Linked DNA regions of Mus musculus: region 2 is linked to region 1. Evidence: chromatin contacts called from public HiChIP or PLAC-seq data. All regions are on one chromosome and are shown on one strand. Each heading gives the region's core, a stretch centred on a gene start, on an enhancer-like site or on the middle of the called end of the contact. The rest is flanking DNA. Distances are from core to core; before and after follow the strand shown. Region 1 overlaps Gm38937 (a long non-coding RNA gene). Region 2 holds the start of Ints2 (integrator complex subunit 2).

Region 1 (6,400 bases), core at 2,027-4,526:
AGAATCTCTGTGGTTTCAGTACAGCCAAAACTACATAGACTACAAAACCCTAAACCAAAATCATAACAAAAGCGTACGCACTATCATGGGATGTCAGTAGTAAGGAAACGGAGTTAAGTTGGGAGGGGCGTGTCTAAGGGAACGCTTTGTGAAATATGCTCAGTTGGCCATAGACCCATCAAACTGGTCTAAAGAATAAAAATTTATTAAGTGGAAAAATAAGATGATGGAAGAAACTCTCTAGTCACTGTAAGAAAAGAAGTTTGGAAGTAGAGGAAGCATGGGCTTCCCGTTTGAAGGGGCTGGAGTGTGTTTTAGTTCTAGAGAGCTTGCCTAGCATGGATGAGTCCTAGGTTGGATCTGAAGCCTCGCAAAGAAAGAAAGAAAAAGAAAAAGAAAGAAAGAGAGAGAGAGAGAGAGAGAGAGAGAGAGAAAGGAAGAAAGAAAGAAAGAAAGACAGAAAGGAGATAGATAACAGAGAAAGAGAAGCAGAGACAGTGGAGCCAGGCATGGTAGTATGGCCTATATAGTTCCATCTATTCTGGAGGCAAAGGCAGAAAGATCCTGAGCTCAGGTATTCAAGGCCCTGTACAATATAGTAACATTCAATCAGAAACAAAGACTACAAGAAAGGAAGGGAGAGAGGGAGAGGAAGAAGAAAAGGAGGGGGAAAAGAAGGAAAGGAGAGGAGAGGAGAGGAGAGGAGAGGAGAGGAGAGGAGAGGAGAGGAGAGGAGAGGAGAGGAGAGCGTCCCAGAAGCACAGACTGTAAAAGTTGCTGGCTCAACCTAAGAAGATTATAGAGAAGAAGTGGCTGGAACAGAACGTGATATTGACAAAACTTGGTGATGAACTGATTATGGGCTGGGATCAAGTGCCTCTGGGACTTCTGGCTTGCCTAACTTGATAAGGTGATATCATTTGCCAGTTGTTACAGAGGCTCTAGGACAGTTTTATCAATCCTATTACTACAAACTGAGACACTTGTACACATGAATTCTTAGCAGGGGTGTGAATGTGATGCTCACAGAAAAGCCACCTCGTTGCCTGCTTTCCGGCGCTGGCTGTGATCATTCTCTATGTCACATCATGAGTCCTGTTCTTGCTTCACTATGCATTGAACTGGACAAGATTAGTTGTCCTCTCAGGGCCTTGGTATTTTTTCTAGTGTTTGAGGAAGCTGAGCCAAATGACCTCTAAAGAGTACACAGCAGAGATGGGGCAAGCCAGTGGCTCTGTGTGTGTGTCTGCGCGCGTGCACGTGCGAGAGAGAGAGAGAGAGAGAGAGAGAGAGAGAGATAGAGAGAGAGAAAGAAAGAGAGAGAGAGGGAGAGGGAGAGGGAGAGGGAGAGAGAGAGATCTCTTTAGGAGTGCTGAGTGTCATTCCCCCTTTGAGACAGGGTCATTCCCACTTACTAGGATTGGGTAGCTGGCCATTGTGTTCCAGGTATCCTCCTGCCTCCACCCGCCCATCACTAGAATTATAAGCACATGCTACCACACTGACATTTTCATGTAGGTTGTGGGGTTTGATCTTGGGTCCTCCTGCTTGCAAGGCAATCCCTTTACTGATTGAACCATCTCCACAGCCCCTGAGACTGGTAATCTCTAGAAGCTAGAGGTCTTCTAATCTTGAAAGACTTTGTGCCTCTCTAACCCCAGGGCTTCCATCATGAACACTACCACATCCAACTTGTCTGGTGTTGTCTTGCTGTGCATGCAGATGTCCAGCTCCTGGGTTTCTGTGCTCCAGCCCTACGACTAGGGTCTACACAAACTTCCATAACCTCAAGTAACCCTGGGCCAATACTGAATACTCCTTTCCAAGTCACACGACCAGATGGTCCCAGGGGAAATTCAGTTCTCTGTGTGTTTTTATTTCCAAATGAAGGCTCTCTTCAGACAACAGAACAAATGTGCCAACATCCTGTTCCAAAACCCAGAAAACACAAATTCCCAAGAACCACCAGCCCTTTAGTCAGTCTGGCTCAAAGAGAAAGCTATTACTAATTCAAGATCCCGTAGCCTTACCTCCTCTTGCCTCACTGGTAGTAACACTGCACAAAACATGTAAAGAACTGAGTCATGCTATCATCCTGTCGATGGCTTAACGATTAGAAGTGTGAGGGACTGCCCTTCAGTCTGACCTTCATTGACATAGTAAACTATGTCTTTGGCTTCCAGTGGGGATGGCAGTGGGGGTGGAAGGGAGTGACTCAAGGTTCTAGGCTAGTATTATGTGGTGATGATTTTGAATGGCTTCTCTAAAATACTTCATTGAGTACTGCCTAAATAAACAAGATGATCTAAAGCCTGGCATAAGGAGCCAGTGCTGTGTTGAAATCTATGCACTTGGACCCAGACCAAGGACCGTCCCATAGAATCCCTGAGAAACAATCCTCTTGAAGATGATCATTTATTCCTACCCAGGGCTACGGATACTGATTCTTTTGCACAAAGGAACTTCACACAGGTTCCCTAATCCTTACTCTGGCTATCATTTAAGTGATCCATGAAGGACCTGTGATCTGCTCAAAGCCAGCCCTGTTCACTCCCTGCCCTGTCCTGTACTCAGAGCTCCTGAATCAAACAAGTAGCCTCTAGCTTTCTCTTCCACAGTGGATGGAAGGCTTCTCTGAAGTATAAGGTTTACCCCACCCCATCATGGTAAAGGTATCATTTTTATAGAATGTATGCCATGTATCATTATAATCCCTTTCTTGTAAGGGAAGTTTATTAGAGTTAAACTGCTGGTTGCTGGCCAACCAATGTATTAATAGTTCTTGGTCAAGTGCCAATCCTTAGTTTAATCAGCTGCCTTGACCTCAGGAGATGGGGAGGGTCATGTGGTGTTAAATGGGACAACCTGTTACTCGTGTTCCTGAGGGCAGCTAGTGCAGAAAGCACTGAACAACTTATCCACGAGCCTCACGCGAACAAGCACACGTAGTAAGTCAGAATGTGCTTGAGTCGATTTCGTAATTATTCAGCTGACATCTTTCTTTCTCTGACTGGAGAAGAAGGCACACGGGTGCACCCAGTAGGTGCTCAATGGCTAATTTTCAATGAAAGGAAAAAAAAATCCCTGACTAAAGCTGGCAATCGGTGGAGTAGAGAGAAGTTGGAAATATCAGGAGAGGAATGTAATGAATCAAAGGTCTGACTGAGTCAGGTTATGAGTAAGCCAAGTTATGAATAAGCAGAGCCAACAGTGTGTAAAAATACCCACAGTGTAAATGACACGAGAGCTAGGCAGTAGTGAGCAGAAGGCATGGCAGGCACAAGGGAGGACTGAGTCACCTCGGAACTCATTCCTTGAGGCCAGAGCTTCCTTCCTACTCAGCGCTTCCTGACTCTAGTAGCCTGTCTTCCCTAGGGTCCTGTGAACATGGACTCTTACAATAAAACTCCCTGAGGCTAACCTGATGAACTGGCACTTGTTGGTCATCTCAGCTCTGGAAGATCAATTAGTATTACTTAGCTCGTGAAGTCATCACCCCTTTCAGCAGACTGGCAGTCAAGCTGTGTGGAAACTTAGACATGTTTTTATTCAAAGTGGAGATACCACCTTAGACTCAACCTAGACCCCCTATATAAATAAACTTTATTTTAATTATATTTAAGCTGGGCATAGTAGTGCATGCTTTTAATCCCGGCACTCGGGAGGCAGAGGCAGGCGGATCTCTATGAGTTTGAAGTCAGCCTAGTTTACTGGTCTGCGATGAGTTCCAGGACAGCCAGAGCGCCAGAGCTATGTAGTGAGACCCTATCTTTAAAACAAAACAAAACAAAGAGAAAAAAGAAAAAGAAAAAAATGATTTTCTTTTCAAGATAGGATCTCACTCTGCACCCTGGCTAGCCTGGAGCTTGCTATGTAGAACAGGCTCACCTCAGACTCACAAGTATCCTGTTTCTACCTCCCAAATGCCGGCATTAAAGACATACATCACTACTCCTGGCCGTAACATACTATATTTATCTCTGTTTCAGTGGAATTTTTATCCTGCTGAAGCAAAAGCAAACAAATTTGCTCTATTGTACCTTCATCTTTAAATTAAACATTAGTAAGAAAAATTAAATATTACTTTAGAATAATTTTAGGGGATATTATGAAGATTGACCATCTTCATCATTACCGATGTTAACTTCTAGACTTCTGTGCATTATTAATTACTTAATGACAACCCACCAAGCTGTAAGTTCCCTGACAGTCTTGAGTCCTTTTTGGTATCTAAATCTCTTTATTTACTATTGCTGCTTTAACAAGTTACCATATGTTGACTTGCCTAAATGGCACAAATTCATTATCTTGTAGTTAGTGGGGTAGGAGTTGGATACAGACCTGACTGGGTTCAAACCAAGGTATCATCAGAGCTGCTTGCTTTTTCTGGAAGCTCTAGGGAAGGCGCCTCACTTTTTCTCAGCTTCTACAGGCTTCTGGCTCCCTCCTTCACTTCCAAAGCCAGCATGCTGCGCCTTGTTTGTGTTACATATCTGACCCTCTTTCATGGTCCCTTCTCCCTCCAACTGATGTCAGCTGGCAAAGGTTCTCTGTGGGGATTCCAGAATAATCTTGCAACGTCCCTTAGCCTTAATTACATCTGTAAAATCCCCTTTGTAACATAATATATTCACCGATTACCTTGGATTAGGACACACATCTTTTAGGGAAGCAATTATTCTGCCCCGCACACTGTAATTACCAATCCTTCTGTGGTCTGATAAGAACATCTAGGATCATGACAGCATTCAAGATGCGTCTCAAAAGCACAAATTGCTAGAAAGAAGAAACCTCATGATAAATAAAATCTAGTCCTTTCCATTGGAGACCAGCAGAAGTGGTTATGTTGGCTCAAGCAGGCAATCTCAGTTTGGCAAGGAGAGAGGAGGATCCAGAATGTGAGGGTAGGCTAGCCTGTGATACACAGTGAGACTGTCCAAACAAACAAACAAGGAGAAGAAAGGAGGAAAGAAATCAGTAGAAACTGTGATTAGCGTCAATGTGCTTGTGCAGTGAGATTTATATTAACTTCTACAGGGATCCTTTCCAATAGATATTAACTTCATTTTATAGCCAAGGAAAGTGAGATTCTGAGTAGCTAAATACTCTGTGCAAAGTTACATAGCTGATCCTAGCCAGTCGTTTGGAATCTCAGCTAGGTCTGTCAGGTACTCAACCCCATGCAGTTTCCACTGTGCACATGACCGTGCAATTTTGGTGTGCAATTTAGCCCACGTATATGAAAATGGCTGACAAAGGGTTCCCTCGGGGACTTTAGGTAGAACTTTCTTTGACTTTTTAAACTTTTACTTTTTTTTTTTTTTTTTAAATAGGATCTTGCGGGGCTGGTGAGATGGCTCAGTGGGTAAGAGCACCCGACTGCTCTTCCGAAGGTCCGGAGTTCAAATCCCAGCAACCACATGGTGGCTCACAACCATCTGTAACAAGATCTGACGCCCTCTTCTGGAGTGTCTGAAGACAGCTACAGTGTACTTACATATAATAAATAAATAAATCTTTAAAAAAAAAAAAAAAATAGGATCTTGCTATGTTTCTCAAGAGTTGGTCTTGAACTCCTGGGCTCAATCAATCCTGCTGCCTCAGCCTTCCAAGTAAGCAATCACACCCAGCTAGGCTGTTTAAACAAATCCCTGTCATTAGTGCTCCAAAGAAAATATGATCCCAGGACAGAGTGCTCCCTTCCGTTTCCCTGCTATGTTCTATAGCCAATGCAAGCCCTCCCCATTTTTCCCTCAGAAAAAGACCACAGATTATCCTCCTGCCAATTTGTTAACTAGGAAGTCTGTGGGTCTGAGGCTGTCTGGGAGACTCGCTGATCGATCTCTAATCTCTTTCTAATTCCAAATTATCATGCTGTAATCTCTCTTTTCCTCCCTCCTTGTGTCTTTGTACGCGCATACTCATGATGTTTGGATGTGTGTATAGAGGCTAACAGTCAACCTTGGGTGCCATTTCTCAGGAGCCATCCACCTTACTTTTGGAGACAGTTTCTTACTGGGTTCTCAGGCTTGACAAGAAGACAAGCTTGCCAGCTGCCATGAGCCTCAGAAGATCTACCTACCTGTCTCTCCTTCCGCAGCAAGAACTGCTACACTGAGAGTTCCATGTTCTTTCTTTCTTTCTTTCTTTCTTTCTTTCTTTCTTTCTTTCTTTCTTTCTTTCTTTCTTTTTTTCTTTCTTTCTTTCTTTCTTTTTTTTTTTTTTTTTTTTTTGGGTTTTTCTGAGACAGGGTTTCTCTGTGTAGCCCTGGCTGTCCTGGAATCTCACTCTGTAGACCAGGCTGGCCTCGAACTCAGAAGTCCGCCTGCCTCTGCCTCCCGAGTACTGGGATTAAAGGCGTGCACCACCACGCCCGGCTTCCATGTTCTTTCTTAACACG
Region 2 (6,400 bases), core at 1,373-3,872, 120 kb after region 1:
GTATTATGTGTATAAGACATTTGTTACCATCTACATTTGACCACATTGGGTATCTATGGCATATGATTATATATGATACATAATAGTTACAGATGATTGCATATATTTTGGTTCACAGTACTAAAGGTATTACTCTGAATCAAATGGGATAATTTGAGAAACACTGTATCACATCTCAGTTTTTCTGTTTCCTTTGCTGATTCTCTACCCTGAAAGCTGAGTTTATTTTCTGAGATTTTCCCTCTCTGAGAGCCTTAGAAATATTTTAAAAATTTTTTGTAAGCTAAGTGGTAGTAGTACAGGGCTTTTATCACAGCACTCTGTCATGGACACACAGAAAAAAACTGTCTTGAAGAAAAAAATTTAAAAGAAATGATCAGTCAAGCTGGGTGGTGGAGGCACACACCTTTAGTCCCGCACTTGGGAGGCAGAGAGACGTGGAGCTCTTTGAGTTCAAGGGTAGTCTGGTCTTCTGAGTTTTAGGATAGCCAGGGCTACACACACACACACACACACACACACACACACAAATCCTGTCTTGGTTGGTAATTCGTTGAAGGATGCTCAATTTTTTTTTTTTGTTTTTAAATATTCATTTATTTCCTTTTTCTGAGTTTAGGTGTTTTGCCTGCATATTCTGTGTACAATATGTCTTCAGTGCCCATAGAGGCCAGAAGAGAGTTTTGGAAATGTAATTACAGACTGTTAGCTGCCTTGTGAACTCTGGTCCTCTGGAAGATCAGCTAGTGCTCTTAACCATTAAGCCATCTCTCTGGCTCCAGAAATACTTTTTTTTTTCTTTTCTTTCTAGACAGGGTTTCTCTGTGTAACTCTGGCTTTCCTGGAACTCACTCTGTAGAACAGGTTGGCCTTGAACTCAGGAAATCTGCCTACCTCTGCCTCCCAAGTGCTGGGTTGAAAGGCGCCACATTTGCTCAGAAATATTTAATAAGCAAGCCAAGCCAAGCCAAGCCAAGCCAAGCAAGCAAGGAAACAAGCAAACAAGGAAAAACTATTGTGTGTGTGTCCTGCAGAGGCCAGAAGAGGGTGTCAAACCCCTTGGAGTTTTGGAGCCACAAGTATAGGTACTGGGAACTGAACTCAGGTCCTCTGAAGAGCAGAATTTTTTTTTTTAAAGATTTCTTTATTATTATATCTAAGTACATTGTAGCTGTCTTCAGACACCTAGAAGAGGGCATCAGATCTCATTATGGATGGTTGTGAGCCACCATGTGGTTGCTGGGATTTAAACTCAGGACCTTCGGAAGAGCAGTCAGTGCTCTTAACCGCTGAGCCATCTCTCCAGCCCAAAAGCTGCATTTTAATAAAATAGTTCAGAGGCTTGACAGATGGCACAGCATGCCAGGTGTTGGTCGCTGAGCCAGATGACATGAATTCAAGTCCCAGGACATACATGGTGGAAGGAGAAAATGAGCTTCCATGAGTTATTCTTTTTTCTCACAAGTAAACACATGCACAAATGTCACACACACACACACACACACACACACACACACACACACACACACACACAAACGCGCGCGCGCGCGCGCAAGGTCATGCAAACCTTGGGTGAACCAGGAACAACAACCACAACAAAAAACGTAAGCTGGTGAAGATGGCACAATCCTATAATTCCACAATTTGAAAGGCTGAAGCAGAAGTTCAGAGCAGCCTGGACTACATAGTGTGGCGCTGTCTCCAGAACATTTATTATGAGATAAATAGACTTGCAATTTTTAAGATGGTGAGACTTTAGTTTTGATTTTCTTTCACAAGTGCCACATATAATATTGAGAAGGTTCCACTGAATTCGTTCCTAAAATTCACTCTTGAATAGGATTTTTGTAACCTCGAGACCCGAGAAAGCTACCAAACATAGAGCCTCTAGTATGAGCCCTGGGCAGACAGAGGGGTTGTGTCAAGTACCAGTCATCCTTGTCTACATAATGAACTCCAGGCCAACAAGGACCACATATACCTTGTCTGAAAAACAAAACCAACCTCGAATGCAAGCCGGAAGTGGTAGCATGCGCTTATAATTTGGGTACACACCATAAAACTAAATAATGAAAAGTTATTACACTTTGGCCTTAGTGTATAGACTTATGATTAATTACTTTTTTTTTTTTTTTTCGACACATGGTTTCTCTGTGTAGCCCTGGCTGTCCTGGAACTCACTCTGTAGACCAAGCTGGCCTCGAACTCAGAGATCCGCCTGCCTCTGCCTCCCAAGTGCTGGGATTAAAGGCGTGCGCCACCACTGCCCGGCTTCATTACTTTTAAAATTCCCCTACACACAGGTCTTGGGATTCTAGAACTTTCTAGACCGCACCGGCAGGGGTTTAAAGGAGGCTGCAATCGGGTTCCATTAGGCAAATTTCTGTGGAGGAACAGAGCGGACAACTTTTGCCATTTAATACATTATTGTTATTTAAATGTCGCGATAATTGGTTCGGGGGTCGGGATTTCGCTCTGACCGTTTAGGAACTCATCTGACAAGGTTCCAAGAGAAAAGCTCTGGAAAACAAGAAAGTGTAACACTCCACGCTTTCGGAAGCGGGGAGGGCGGTGACGGAGGAAGGGGCGGGCCTGCGCATGCGCAGAGCGGCCCTAAGCTGGCTTTTCTTATCGCCGCCGACGTCTTCTCAGTGCTGTACGGTGGCCGGCGCGTGCCAGAAGCTTGGGATGAATGGAGGTGCAGGGTGCAGGTTGAACTAAGTCTCTGCTTTCCCCTCTCTCCTGGTTGCTTCTCCCTTTTTTTTCCCTTTCCTTTTTACTTTTTTTTTTTTTTTTGCAGTGTCCCCATTCTGATTCTCGCTCTGTCGACGGCACTGTTGGTGCCAGCGTCAGAGTTCTTGGTGCCTGAGTCGACTCCGGGCATTGCCGGGGTTTGGGGATCTGGATAATCACCTAGGCCCAACTTCGGACCGCGCTCTCCATTTCTGCCTCGTCTGGCTCTCGGAGGCGGAATCCGAGTGGGTCCCTTGAGGCTGGAGGGTTGATCTTAAGGTATGAAGCGTCGGCTTCTCGGGCCCAAGTGCCGCTTTGTCTGAAGTCCGCCTGACTCTTCGCAGCCCGGGTCACTCGATTCTCATTGCTGCCTGGCAGAGACCCCTGAGTCCTGTCACCTCTGCCTTGAGCTTACTCTACTGTTAAAAGACCAGCGCTTACTATTGAAACAGCAGCATTTCTGCCTACGATTCTTTGTCCACAGCTCTGCTAGGGAGTAGGTCTTAAGACTGAGTGGTCTCTGTTAACTGTTCCATGTCACCTCTCTTTTCTGCTACCTTTTGAAAATTTACTCAAAACCACAGTGCCCAAGTGAGACTCTCTTTAACTCCTTCAGCTGACTGTACATACACATCTACCTCTATAACAATAGGGGTACGGAATAGCGTTGTGGCTTTCAGAACCATGCCTCTGACATTACTTTTGGCCCGTGAGATGATTTACCAGTGTTTCCATGTAGTTGGGAGGTAGAAAGAGAAGCCCAACTGATATTTATATTTATCTGGTAGGCTTGTAAAATGAAAGAGATCTGGCTGCAGCCGTTCATTTTCTCTCCATATTTCATGGAACTCATGTAATGGGCATAATGAGGGAAGTCTTGGCTGTGTTCAGGGTAGGAGGGTTCACTGGGACACAAAGTATTAGAGCAAATGATCTCTAAATTGAGAAGAAACATTAATCTGCAGTTTTCCTTCTTATCTTCCAGATGTCAGTAGAAACATAGAGACAGAAACCTGAGCTTTAATTGTGCCAACAACATTGCCAATGCAAGGACCTACTAAGTATTTAGTATACTTTGTTAGATTTTAAAGAAGGTTGTCATATATGTGGGAAGTAGATACCGATTTTCATTTTGTTGTTTTGGACTCCTTAGGATCGAGAGCGATGACGCCCGAGGGTACAGGCCTGCAGTTTGTCAGCCCTTTTGCTTTTGAAGCTATGCAGAAGGTGGATGTTGTCCGCCTGGCGTCCTTAAGTGATCCGGAATTAAGACTCCTCTTGCCCTGCCTGGTGAGGATGGCACTTTGTGCTCCTGCTGACCAGAGCCAAAGTTGGGCACAGGATAAGAAACTTATACTTCGCCTCCTGTCTGGAGTGGAAGCTGTCAACTCCATTGTTGCACTGTTGTCTGTGGACTTCCACGCTCTAGAACAAGATGCCAGCAAAGAACAGCAGCTTAGGTAAAGTTCACTTGTGTGTTAGGACTTGGGAGTTACTTGATATTCCAGAGGAGGGGGTTGTAATGATGCTCAGGTCTGTCAGAGCTCCCCCAGCAAAGGGAGAGTAATGTCTGAGAAGCATTTGACAGAGGTCTTTTCTAGTTAAATTCCTAAGAGCTGCTTTCTGTGTTATAAAATGTTGCTCAGAGAAGATTAGCTACATATTAGGTCAGTTACTCTGAGTGGGGACTGAGGAGGAGAAAGTCTTCTAGAGTGGAAGGTTTTATGGGAATGACTGAGCTTTTAAAATTACGTTGCTCCCCACTCCCCCCCCCCCAGACTCCAGGCTGGTTTTGTATCCTTTCATGTCCCTTGTGTATCTGAAAGCTATTGTTACTGAAGTCTGTGGCAATTACTAATTTACAGTTTCTGAGCTCTTGCAATATATAGACAAACAGTGTTTCGGAGGAATGGAAACCATTTACAATGAGTGGATTATTGCAGGAAAGGATTGCCTTGCCAGTGTCTTAATGTGTTTCCCATGTTTGGACTTCACTAGGCATAAACTTGGAGGAGGCAGTGGAGAGAGCATCCTGGTATCACAGCTTCAGCATGGGCTGACACTAGAGTTTGAACACAGTGATTCCCCTCGTCGATTGCGGCTTGTGCTGAGTGAATTGTTGGCAATTATGAACAAGGTGCTTTAAAAAAAACCTCCCTTTTCTTTTTTCTTTTTTTTTTTTTTGCATTTTTTTTTCGAGACAGGGTTTCTCTGTGTAGCCCTGGCTGTTCTGGAACTCACTCTGTAGACCAGGCTGGCCTCGAACTCAGAAATCCGCCTGCCTCTGCCTCCAGAGTGCTGGGATTAAAGGCATGTACCACCACGCCCAAAAACTCCCTTTTCATCTCACAATATCCATGACTTAATATTTACATCTAGAAAATAGTAAAAAGGGCTGGTGAGATGGCTCAGTGGGTAAGAGCACCCGACTGCTCTTCCGAAGGTCCAGAGTTCAAATCCCAGCAACCACATGGTGGCTCACAACCATCCTTAATGCAATCTGATGCCCTCTTCTGGAGTATCTGAGGACAGCTACAGTGTACTTACATATAAATAAATAAATAAATAAATAAAAAAAAAAAAGAAAATAGTAAAAAAATATCAGCAAGAAGGCAGGCAGGTTACATGTTCTGCTAGTATTTCTGTTTGATTTGTGTTCTTTCAAAGACTGAAGTGATTTATTTTTTATTTTTAGAGATAGAGTTTCTCTGTATAGTTCTGACTTTCCTATAGCCCAGGTTGGCCAGATCCACCTGCCTCTGCTATCCAGTACTGGGATTAAAGGTGTGTGCCACTACACCCAACTATTCAGTATTTTTTTTTTTTCCAGACAGGGTTTCTCTGTGTAGCCCTGGCTGTCCTGGAACTCACTCTGTAGACCAGGCTGGCCTCTGCCTCCCAAGTGCTGGGATGAAAGGCGTGTGCCACCACTGCCTGGCAGGATTTTCTTTTTGTGTGTGTACGGAATTGATATAATTGTTTTTAAGATCATCAAAATAATTTTTACATTTTTATTTATTTTATGTGCATGAATGTTTTGCTTGTATATATATCTGTGTACTCTCTGAGTGCCCGGAGTCTGCAGAGCTCAGAAGAGAGCACAGGATAACTTGGACTGGAGTCTTTGATTGGGAGCCATGATGTTGGTGCCAGGACCCAAACCTAGATCCTCTGCAAGAGGGAGGAGTGCTCTTAGCCACTGAGCCATGTTTTCTCTCCAGCCCCCTAAACATCTGTCATTTCACTTGTAGAAATGACTAAGTTGGATAGCACCTTTTTGTTGGGCTTGACTTTGAATCTCTAGAACATCTGTACATGGTGTACATCTGTAATCTAGTGGGCCATGGTAAGGTGGGAGACCAGAGAATCCTTGGAAGCTCCAGGCCAGGTACCTTGGTGTGCACACCAAACAACAGAAAGAGGGACCCATTGGGTTAGAGAGATGGTTTATCAGTTAACAGTACTAATTGTCTTACAGAGGACTCCGGCATGGCTTCCAGCCCCCACCTGGTGGCTTACAATCATCCATGACACAGGCGATGCACAGACAAATCAGGGTTTACAGGAAACACACCAGTGTGAATGAAGGACACAAATACATGTACACAATAACACACACACACACACACACACACACACACACACACACACACACAAAGGTAACTTA

What was found. HiChIP or PLAC-seq counts read pairs in DNA pulled down with a chosen protein or histone mark.
Region 2: a contact with region 1 is called in an H3K4me3 HiChIP or PLAC-seq map of bone marrow-derived macrophages, with 4 times the contacts expected there. The contact joins the promoter of Ints2 here to the enhancer-like site in region 1. A contact is called at or near these places in 3 of 39 promoter capture datasets (the 3T3-L1 cell line and neutrophils), 5 of 484 Hi-C or Micro-C datasets (the N1E-115 cell line, brown adipocytes, group 2 innate lymphoid cells and 2 more), 4 of 115 datasets of contacts at active chromatin or transcription factors (the SCID.adh cell line, bone marrow-derived macrophages, effector CD8 T cells and 1 more) and 3 of 9 other capture datasets (adipose tissue, liver and pancreatic islet).

What each region holds. Positions count from the first base shown.
Region 1 is chr11:86,377,482-86,383,881 of GRCm38.p6, reverse strand. All of the region lies in intron 1 of Gm38937 (a long non-coding RNA gene), which reads left to right. Among named protein-coding and RNA genes, the nearest start is that of Gm38937, 3.4 kb to the left of the region's middle. Within about 2 kb of position 3,276, at least 81 of the 459 cell types and tissues checked have an H3K27ac peak or open chromatin away from gene starts, as enhancers often do. A contact at or near this core is called in bone marrow-derived macrophages, brown adipocytes, muscle stem cells and 1 more, where this site is marked.
Region 2 is chr11:86,253,816-86,260,215 of GRCm38.p6, reverse strand. Ints2 (integrator complex subunit 2) reads left to right here and starts at 2,622. Exons shown (of 25, transcript NM_027421.3): 1 at 2,622-3,012; 2 at 3,887-4,193; 3 at 4,732-4,870. The coding sequence starts at 3,898. The region is part of intron 2 of Brip1os (BRCA1 interacting protein C-terminal helicase 1, opposite strand); the gene reads right to left.